2 separate regions of the Mus musculus genome follow, and region 2 is linked to region 1. The links are chromatin contacts, called in public HiChIP or PLAC-seq maps. All regions are on one chromosome and are shown on one strand. The core of a region is the stretch at or near the end of the contact, and the rest is flanking DNA. Distances in the headings are between cores, read along the strand shown. Region 1 holds the start of Dynll1 (dynein light chain LC8-type 1). Region 2 has its middle 24 kb from the start of A930005G22Rik.

Evidence for each region. HiChIP or PLAC-seq counts read pairs in DNA pulled down with a chosen protein or histone mark.
Region 2: an H3K27ac HiChIP or PLAC-seq map of embryonic stem cells shows a contact between it and region 1, with 10 read pairs. The contact joins the enhancer-like site here to the promoter of Dynll1 in region 1. A contact is called at or near these places in 2 of 39 promoter capture datasets (cranial neural crest and frontonasal cranial neural crest), 1 of 484 Hi-C or Micro-C datasets (embryonic stem cells), 3 of 115 datasets of contacts at active chromatin or transcription factors (embryonic stem cells and stem cell-derived anterior neural progenitor cells) and 1 of 9 other capture datasets (adipose tissue).

The regions. Positions count from the first base shown.
Region 1 is chr5:115,298,208-115,303,656 of GRCm38.p6, reverse strand. Dynll1 (dynein light chain LC8-type 1) reads left to right here and starts at 2,667. Exons shown (of 3, transcript NM_019682.4): 1 at 2,667-2,825; 2 at 3,007-3,144; 3 at 4,824-5,449. The coding sequence starts at 3,013. The coding sequence ends at 4,961. It overlaps Gm13830 (predicted gene 13830), which reads right to left and starts at 2,537. Exons shown (of 2, transcript NR_131932.1): 1 at 2,424-2,537.
Region 2 is chr5:115,402,420-115,407,600 of GRCm38.p6, reverse strand. It overlaps a transcript of Msi1 not described here. Among named protein-coding and RNA genes, the nearest start is that of A930005G22Rik, 24 kb to the left of the region's middle. Within about 2 kb of position 2,935, at least 105 of the 459 cell types and tissues checked have an H3K27ac peak or open chromatin away from gene starts, as enhancers often do. A contact at or near this core is called in embryonic stem cells and stem cell-derived anterior neural progenitor cells, where this site is marked.

The sequences.
Region 1 (5,449 bases), core at 1,418-3,917:
AGGCAGGAGGATGTCTGTAAGTCCAGGGCCAGCCTGCTCTACATACGCAGCTCCACAGTTAGACCTTTGTCTCAAAACATACATCCAAACGGCAGCATATTTCTTACCTTCCCCTCTTCCGTTTTCTAACATTATTATTATTTATTTTCAGTGTGGGCTATGTCTCACGTGTGGAAGCCAGAGGACAACTCTGTGAGGTTGGTTTTCTCCTTCTGCCTGTATGGACTTCCTGTAGATCACATTCAGGTTCTCCAGCGTGCACCGCAAGTGCTTTTACTCTGGAACCATCTTACTGGCCCCTTTAAATCTCCTGATCTTCTAAGATGGGCTGGGATGTCATAAGACCTAGACATTTTACATTTTCAGTCATATTTCCCGAGTACATTCTTTTTCTTGGCATAGGGAGAAACCTAGGGCCCCACCCCTGAGCTACATCCCTAGCCCTAGACAGTGAAGTGGATGCTGAAGTTGGAATAGGGAACAGGAGAGGCAGGGCCCACGGACACTCACCAGGAAGGACAACACAGGAGCTAATCCCTCTGGGGAAAGCACAAGGCAAACTTCATGGAGGGGATCTAAGTATTCTAGGACATAACAGCATGGTGGTGAGAGGCAAAAAGGAATTCAGGGGAAGGAGCCACTACAGCTGATACCTGATTAGACAGGGTTGGGGAAATGGCTCTGCTGGTAGAACGTTTGCCTAGACTCACAAGGCCCTGGCTCAGTTCTTGAACCCCTTAAAAACTAGGTTTGGTGGCCTGTGCCTTAAATTCCAGTCCTTGAAATGTGGGAGCAAGGAGATCAGGGATTCAAGGTAACCCCCAGCTGCACAGCTTCGCCGAGAATGTAAAAACAGAGGGTCCCCTTGGGGCTGGAAAGAGAGCTCAGCAGTTACAGATGTTCTTCTGAGGATCCAGGTTCAATTCCCATCACCCATATGGCAGTTTACAACTCTCTGAAATCCCAGAGCCAGACCACCCAATGCCCTTTCCTGTCCTCCCTGAGTACCAGGCATAGATGTGGCACAGGGACATACAACCAAACACCCACAAACTTTTTTTTTTTTTTTTTTTTTTTTTTTGGTTTTTCAAGACAGGGCTTCTCTGTGTAGCCCTGGCTGTCCTGGAACTCACTTTGTAGACCAGGCTGGCCTCGAACTCAGAAATCCGTCTGCCTCTGCCTCCCAAGTGCTGGGATTAAAGGCGTGTGCCACCACGCCCAGCTTTTTTTTTTTTTTTTTTTTTTTTTAAAGAGAGCAAGAAAAAGAAGATCCTCTCAGACACAGCTGTTGTGAGTGGTACGGTGCTGAGCAGAGGTCAAGCACCCACTCACTGCTGCTGACTCGTTTTATTTCATTTATTTTTTTGGGGGGGAGGGCAGTTTACACAGGATCTCATGTAGCCCAGGCTAGCCTTGGCGCCATCTATCCAAAGCTGGACTTGAATTTCTGATCCTTCTGTTCCTGTCTTCCAGTGTTCTGACTCCCTCCTGGAGCCTCCTGGGGATCAAATATGCAGCCTCTGGCCTCACTCATACCAAGCAAATGCTCTACTGACTGAGGGGTAGCCCAGTATTTTGTTATTTTTATTTATTTATTTATTATGTGGGTACGATTAGTCATAAATGCCAGAGGAGACACATCTTAGGATCACTTTCTTAAGATACGTCTTCCTTTGTATAAATAAATCCTCAGCCAAGAAACTTTGCCCAAATGGACATTCTATCCGAGGAAGCAGCCTCACCTGTACACACTGGGCATCCACCCACATTCCAGATCTTGAGGTCCCCACTGCCTGGCAGACAGGCTCTACCTCCTGGATACGCGATCCCTTTCCCGAATTTCTCCTTCAATCATTAGGCTATCAGTATGTATACGGTCTCCTAGGGCAGTACCAGCTACACAGGGGCTACAGTACGAAATAAGCATGTAGTGTCATGTTATAAAATTCGGAATTTAACCCGGTGTGATGGCGCATGGGGGAGGCGCCAAGAAGAAATGCGAACTTTAGATCATCCTGGGGCTACTTAGGGAGACGATGCTAAGGTAGGGTGGGGAGGACACGGGCAGAAAAAACGAAAAAGAAAGAAAACAGGGTTCAGTGGCAGAACGTAGAACTTGCCTCTCAAGCCCAGGGCCTCCTCAGACACACGCACTTACTTACAAACTTCAGGAATGTGACAGCAGAGCTTCGAACCAAGCCCTACGAGACCCTGAGTGCAACTGCATCGATGGCTCACCCTTGCTAAGCTCGAGGCCACCTGTCAAAGGCCATAAATCGTGCGGACCCCGGGTGGGTGGGGGGAGATGGTGGAAATGGGCGGCACCTGGGGCGGCAGCTCCCAGCCTTCTAGAACCTGCGATTCCAGAACACACCCTGCGCTAACCTCAGTGGGGCCCCCGAGAGGAAAATGCCCGCCCTCACCTCCTTCCAGACTGCTGGGTGGTCCGGGAGCCAGCCACTCGACCCGGGGCTCCGCCTTCAGGGTGTGTGGGCCTCCGCACGCGTGCCGCGCATCGCCCGGGCAACCGACGCTGTGCGCGGTGCATTGTGGTCTGCAACAAAACGCGGGGGAAAGATCCTGAGGGAACCATTGAATCCGCTAGCCAATCGGGAGAGGCTGGCGGTAGCGGATGGCCAATAGCGACGCGGGCCGGGGGCGGGGCCGCGGGCGCAGGGCGGGGCCTAGGGATTAGGCGGCGGCGGCTGGCGTGGGGCAGCTTAGATGCGCCACGGCTTCGGTAGCGACCGGCTGTCTTCTGCTGCTTGAGCGGCGCCCGCACCTTCCCTAGGAGCTCGCAGCAGCCGGCTGGCCTCTGCTCCACGGTGAGACCGGGCTCGGGTCCTCCCCGTCCCCCCTACCTCGGGCCTGCGGTGCGGACCTCGGGAGCTGCCCCTCGGAAGCGGGTGGGGGCGTCGTCCTCAAGGGGGGCGCCGGTCGGGAGGGCAGCGAGCGCGGCCCGCACCCGACCCCTCTCCCTCTTCCCTGCGCTTCGTCACCACACAGGTAACCATGTGCGACCGGAAGGCGGTGATCAAAAATGCAGACATGTCGGAAGAGATGCAACAGGACTCGGTGGAGTGCGCTACCCAGGCGTTGGAGAAGTACAACATCGAGAAGGATATTGCGGCCCATATCAAGAAGGTGAGGACCCGGCGCCGCGTAGTTCCTACTCCCCGATTCTGCGTCCTCTGGGCGCCTGGCAGTTTCCCTGTAGCACTCAGGGCGGCTCGGGATGGATAGTTCTAGAAAGGACGCAAGGGTTTCGCGTTCCTCTGGGGAAGACCAGACCCTCAACGCCAGAAGTTTTTTTTTTTTTTTTAAACCCCCAGCTCCTTGGGGGAAAGCGCCACCTAGCAACGGTTTCCAAGATCAGGGAGTTGCGAGCAGTTCCCCCTGCTGTAGAATTCCTGCGCCGAGGATCCATCTGGGTGTTCCGGGAGGGGGGGGGGTTGCGCCTGCCTGCGTGGGTGTTTCCAGCCGGGCTAGGAGGAGATCTTGCCAGCCTTCTAGTCGGGAGTTAGTCGACAGTTCAGGGAAAGTGGGTGGCAGTGGTGGTTTGGGGGGCTTGGGTGGAGGCTTGGTAAATGGCAGTTTTGTAGAAAGCTGGCGCAAGACTGCCAACTTCTCAAGCTATGTTTGCTGGAAGGAAACTGGAAGCCGAAGCCGTGGGAGGGTTCCAGTGGAGAACGGGAGGATGAAAGACTCACATGGAACAAAAATGAATACTTTTTTTTTTTTTTTGGTTTCTCTGTGTAGCCCTGGCTGTCCTGGAACTCACTTTGTAGACCAGGCTGGCCTCGAACTCAGAAATCCGCCTGCCTCTGCCTCCCAAGTGCTGGGACTAAAGGCGTGCGAGACCACGCCCGGCTTGAATATCTTTTTTTGACAAATGCAGCAGTATGTGCGTCTGGATTGTAAGAGAGACATTCTGCTTAATAAATGAGGTTTTCATACCGATTGCCCGATAAGATAGTAGGAGCCCTAAAGAATTTTACATCATCTCTGGCCCTGGTTCTATCCAACTAGTGAAGAAATGAACACATTGCTAGTTTTAATGTCCATGGGATGGGAGAATCAGGTAGCAGATGCTCTCTAACTTGCTAATTTTTAAGACTGGGTAGATGTGGAGGAGAGCGATTTTAAAAGATAAAGTCCTGGCATTTAACTGTCAGGTTCTGTTGCATTTTTCAGCCTGGCTTGATTTATGTGGTAATTGAGACTTTGTCCTTTGGTCTTTGGGGGGGGGGGTGGTGGTTGTCTTCCTGATTTGGGGTGCATGGCAAATACAGTGGTGGAGCCTGATGAACTGCAAATGCTGATGTCATCTACCTCCATCGAATTGCTGGAGTCAGAGGTGAGGTGCAGATGATGGGTCTTTTAACCCCCCAGCACTAGGAAGGCAGAGGCAGGCAGATCTCTTTGATTTTTGAGACCAAACCAGTTCTAGTGCGGTCAGGACTACAGAGAGACCCTGTCTTTAGAAAACAAAACAAAACAAAAAAATCAAAGTAGTCCAGAAGTGCCCTCATTGAAACAGAACTGTCCTTGAAAATGACCTTCTACCTTTGATCTTCTTAGCTCCCATTCTCAGTTTACCTCAGACTGCAAGCACGTTGCATTAGGTAGATGATTTAAAGCCAGGGAACATTCTCTTAAGAATTTGCTGGGGCTGTGGTGAGCGCTTGCCTGCATGCCCATGCCCTGGATTCAGTCCCAGTGTGGAGACAATTACAGATGCCAGGATTGCCCTTTCTGGTCCTACAGGCTCTGGAAAGTGAATCCTCCAGGTGTACCACTAAATTTCTGTTTCTTCTTCCTAGGAGTTTGACAAGAAGTACAACCCTACCTGGCACTGCATTGTGGGCCGAAACTTCGGTAGTTATGTGACACATGAAACCAAACACTTCATCTACTTCTACCTGGGTCAGGTGGCCATTCTTCTGTTCAAATCTGGTTAAAAGCATGGACTGTGCCAAACACCCAGTGATCCATCCAAAAACAAGGACTGCATCCAAATTCCAAATACCAGAGACTGAATCTTCAGCCTTGCTAAGGGAACACCTCGTTTGAATCTGTTGTGTTGTGTACAGGGCTTCATTCTCTGTACAAGTCTGTGGTTATAAAATTAGTAAAACAGCTTACATTTGTATTTATTTTCTAGTCCATACTTCTGTACCCCCATTTTTTTCTCCCTTAGGTCATTCCTTTAAAAATAAATCTGTTGGAGATGTATGTCTCTGCTAGTTTGTTCAAGATAGGGTTGATGAGGCTTAGCAGTTGGTAAGTGACTTGGTCTGTTGTCTGAGGTGTTCCTGTTCTGTAGGATTAGTTTAGTTCTCTTGATGGAATGTCTGGCAGGCCACACCTGTCTTTCCAGATGATTTGGATTATTAGCCACAGGTCTGAGGCCCTGTTCCTGTCAGCCTAGCACTTGGGAAGCTAAGGA
Region 2 (5,181 bases), core at 1,686-4,185, 100 kb before region 1:
GCTCCTATGGAGGCATTAGAGGTACAGACGGGAGACCCCACGGAAGTGGAGATCCAGCCAGCCCAACACACACAGTGGGCAAACCACAAAGAAACCCTGTCTCAAACAAAGGGGAGGTGAGGGCTCACATCCAAGCTGTCCACAGGCAAGCAGTGGCAAGTGGGTACCCATATCCAAATATATCACATACATGCACACAGTATTCACATACACACACACACACACACACACACACACTCGCACACATGCACCTGTGCTCGAGAAACAACTTCAGAATGTTGCTCAGTGGCAGAGGGCTTATGCAAGAATTTGGGTTTGATTCAGACAGTGTTGGTACAGGCCTTTAATCCCAGCACTTGGGAAGCAAGAGGGAGGTAGATCTCTAAGTTCAAGGCTAGCCCTGTCTAAAGAGCTAGTTCCAGGACAGCCAGAGCAACACAGAGAAACCCAGTCTCAAAAAACACACACACAAACAAAAAGAACTTAAGTTTGATTTCCCAACCCTTTCAAGGTTCTTCTTCCACTCAGTGTGTGTTTTGTTTTTAATTTTTTAAGATAACTCAGCTTCTATGATACCAGGGATTGAGCTCACAGCCTCACAACAAGTTTTGCTGATTTGAGTTCTATGTCCCTGTATGAGAGAGGAGAAAAGACAGGGAGAACAGTGTGCTGACACTTGCTACGCATAAGTAGGGGCTACAGAGATGACTCGACCCAGGAGGTGTTTGCCTCACAAGCTAAGGACCTGACTTAGAGCCAGGACACCCATGTGAAGCTGGGCACAGAGGCTTAGGCCTGTAATTGGAGTGCCAGGGAGTCAGAGACAGGGGGATGCCTGGGACTTCCTGACCAGCATGTCTGGTTGAGTCAGCAAGCTACTTGTTCAGGGAGAGACCCTTCTCAATGAGGCCTGGACAGACAGCTCAGTGCTTAAAACTCTTGCCATGCAAGTGTGAAGACAGGAGGTAAGGACCTCAGAGCCCACATAAAACCTGGCAAGCCAGGGCAAGCCTTCTCGCTAGGCTAGCCAGAACTGGGCAGTTCCTGGTTCATGCGCAGTCCCAGACTCAGTAAATAATGCTCAAGAGCAATTGAGGGAGGCGTCTGATGTTAGCGTTAGTACATACACACACACACACACACACACACACACACACACACACACACGCATATGTACACACACATACACATGCAGGCACGAGTACACAAACACACAAATGCAAGCACACACACACACACAAGCACATGCATACATACACACACACAAATACCCGCACTTGGGTGTGGGCATACACTAATGCAGACATGAACACACACACACACAGACACACAAACGTGCATATGCACCCAAACACAATGTGTGCACACACATACACATACATTCACGCACTACACACATACACCAAAAAGCCCAAACAAGCCGGGCAGTGGTGGCGCGCTCCTTTAATCCCAGCACTTGGAAGGCAGAAGCAGGTGGATCTTTGAGTTTGAGGCCAGCCTGGTCTACAGAGTGAGTTCCAGGACAGCCAGGGCTACACAAGAAACCCTGTCTCGAAAAACCAAAAAAAAAAAAAAAAAGAAAGAAAGAAAAAAAGAAAAGAAAGAAAGAAAAGAAAAGAAAAGCCCAAACAAAAACAAACAAAAAAACACCAAATAAAAACAAACAAACCAAAAAACCCCAAAATAAAAACAAAATGGTGACTGAGAAAGACACTCCACAGGGACCTCCTAACCTACACGTTTGATAATGCACATCTGCACACACATGTATGCACACATAAACAAAAAAACCATGCTAAGTAAACACAGTTCTGGTTCCCTAGACAGGAAACCACACGTATCTCCCTCTACTTGAAATACCAAAAACTGGGCCGAATCCTGAGAAACAGAAGGCAGGTGAGGAGCTGCGGAGACTGGTGGAGAGGAGAGGAGAGATGGTTTAATGAGGCATAGCTGTCCCCCAGGTGAAGAGAGGCAGGCCTGGAAGGAATCGGGGCTTCACGGCACTGGGAAGAGCCTCTGATGCACACTTTGAGGTGGCTGACTGGGGGCTGGGCGTACAGCCCCACAGTAGGATGCTTGCCTAAGGGTGTTAAGACCCTCGTTCAATGCCCAGTCCCAGGAAGAGAGGAGGAAGTCCTGTTTGCCAAGTATACATGCAACCCTAGCAACAGAGGCTGAGGCGGCAGACGTGGTGGTGGGGGGGAGACATTACACCAAATAAAACACGTACAATGTGATTTCAGGTGCCCACAGATGCCAGGGGCATTGGCTCCTTTGGCGGTCCAGGCAGTTGTGAACTGTCTGATGCACGTGCCAGAATAGAACCCAAGTCTTCCTTAAGAGGCATCTCTGCAGCCCCTTCCTTGCCTTACACAGATGGGATGACACTATAACTTATTGACCTTTCTGGCAACGTATCAATTAGCATCTCAGATCAATATATTTTCCCCCCATCCCTTTTTATTTTGGAGACAGGGATCTCACTATGTAGCCACAGCTGGCCTGGAACTTGCTGTGTGGAACAGGCTAGCCTTGAACTCACAAGAGATCCACCTGTTTCTATCTCCTGAGTGCTGGGGGTTAAAGATGAGTCAAGTATTGGTTCTTCCTGTTCTCCCTGGCTCTTCCACAGTGCTTCTGACCGACCCACGATTTCCCTCAGAGATGAGGTTCCAACTTGTCTGCCTCGAAGCAGGTGACTGACCCCACAGGCTGCCTGCTTTGAGTTAGTCACCCTGTCTTGCAGGACCCAGCTAAGTGTCCAGACTCCCAGATGCAGGACTTCAGGCAGCTACCTAAACTCCGTGAGCCTCGAGTCTTCTCAGATGCCTTGAGGAGAGGCACAGAGCATGCAGGGTACAGCTCTGGGCCAGCTGGTGTCATCTGATCTCTCGGGAAGAAAAGGTGGGCAGGGCCCTGGGTCTGTGGCCACCTGCTTTGGGTAGGGCATTAAAGCTGTGGCGGGGAAGGTGAGGCCCGAGCTAGGCGGCCCTGGGAACCCGGGAGAGAGGCGAGGCTGGAGTGGAAACGTTTAGCAGGAGAACAAACGGGCTCCTGAATGGGAGCTTTTTATTCCTGCCGCACAGGGCTTTGTTCCCCAAACACGTGACACACAAAAGCCTCTGGTTGAATTCGGGAACCCAAATTGGTTCTCAGGTGGGGGAGGAGACGGGTGTCCGGATTTCGGGATTCCTTAAAGGGACAATGCCCTGGTTAGTCGGTCTCAGGGTTCAGTCCTCATTGTCAGGGGAGGGGAGGGGAGGGGAAGGGGTGGGTGTGAACTGGACCTGTGGGGGCGGGGCAGCTGTTCAGAAGAGGATGAAGAGGGGTGGGGGTGGGTTGAGAAGAAGTGGGGAAGAAGGAAGACAGCCCTGGCCCCCTGCCTGAGAAACAGAAAGCATTGAAAGGGAGACGAGAAAGGAGACAAGTTTAAAAAAAAAAAAAAAAAAAAAAAAAAAAACCTGGTTAGAAAGTTCTTAGTGCGTCCACCCGTCCTGCCTGGCCAAGGCTCGCCCTATTTCTCAGCCCCACTGGCTGCTGCCTGCCCTGCAGTTCCTCCATGCCCCAAGCTGGCTCTTGCCTCTGGGCCTCTCTGCCTTTGCCCTTTCCCGCCACCTGACCTGCTTCCCACCCACCCACAGGATTACACTGATCCGGTAATCCCAGCCGCCACCCCCTCAGAGGAAAGAGAGAAACCTGCTGCTATGTATGTCTCATCCATCTTGTGCCTAGCTCTCTCCCCGGAGGTCACCGCAATGCTTCTCACGGCGGGGGTGACACACCAAGACACCATACTGGAGCCTGCCCGCCTGCCCCGCCCCGGCTAAGTGGGGCAAGGGTGGTGGCCACCACTGCGCTAGTCCCTTCTCCGTGGAAAAGCCATTGTTTTAGAGTCAGGTGAAACTTTGTAGGTGGGAGTCTTGGGCAAGCCTCTGACTTCATTTCCTCTCCTCCTTCCTCCACCCCTGCCACTAACTAGCCTAATCTGGCCTTGAACTCCTGATCCTCCCGCTTCAGCCTCTTGAGTGTGGGGATTACAGGTATAGAACACCCTTCTCCGGGTTGATAGGTAATTTCTGAATCAGGTTTTTGTTTACCTATGGTGCTGGAGTCCCAGACTAGGGTCTTGAGTGTGCTAGGCAAGTACTCTAACATATTAGCTCTAACATGTTAACATGTTAGCTCTACACCCAATCCCACTCCAGCCAGCATGACTTGATGGATCCTATTTACAGATGAAAAAAATAGTCTCAAGAAGAAAGAACAGACCCGGAATTTGCAGCCCGCTCTCTCACCCCAAGGCGTGTGTTCTGCTTCTTTGACTCTGGTGCCCTCTCTGGTTTCTGAAACTTGGAACCCTGAGAGGCAAAACTGAAGGGGCTACCCCAGTTCCCTGCACCCGCATCCCGCCCCAGGCCTTGTTACATTGTACTTAGAGAGCTGAGCTCTACCCCACTGGCTCTGTGGTTTCATTACCTTAAAGTTTATAACAGACCAAGTTTCAAGGTGTACACCTTTAATCCCAGCACTCAGAGACAGAGGCAGGACGATCTCCATGAGTTCAAGGCCAGCCTGGTCTACAGAGTTCCAGGACAGCCAGGGCTGTATAGGGAGACCCTCTCTCGAGTTTTTTGTTGTTGGTTTTTTTTCTTTCCACTTGTATATACATGAATTGAAATTTAAAAGTAGAAAAATATTTTTGAAAAATTATATTTGGGGCTGAGGATATAGATTGCTGCTTAGTGTGTACAAGCCCGGAGTTTAATCTCCAGCGCCTCACAAATCCAGGGGTCCTGGGGACACATTCTTGCGTTCCAAGCATTTGGGAGGATCTGAAATTTAAAAGCCATCCTCGGTATTATTGAGAATTAGAGGCCAGCTTGCAGCTACAGACACTGTGACACTGTGTCCAAAAGAAAGAAAGAAAGAAAGAAAGAGAGAGAGAGAGAGAGAGAGAGAGAGAGAAAGAAAGAAAGAAAGAAAGAAAGAAAGAAAGAAAGAAAGAAAGAAAGAAAGAAAGAAAGATTATTTTAGAGTCTCCCCTGTGTTGTCCTAACTGCCTAGGAAGCTGAGGCAGGAGAATGCCCACAGTGGGAGCATGTCTTCAGCCTGGGGGGAGAATCCGGGGTACACCACAGTGCTGGGCTGAAGGGGAGACTCTGGAGTGCCCCGTGCTGA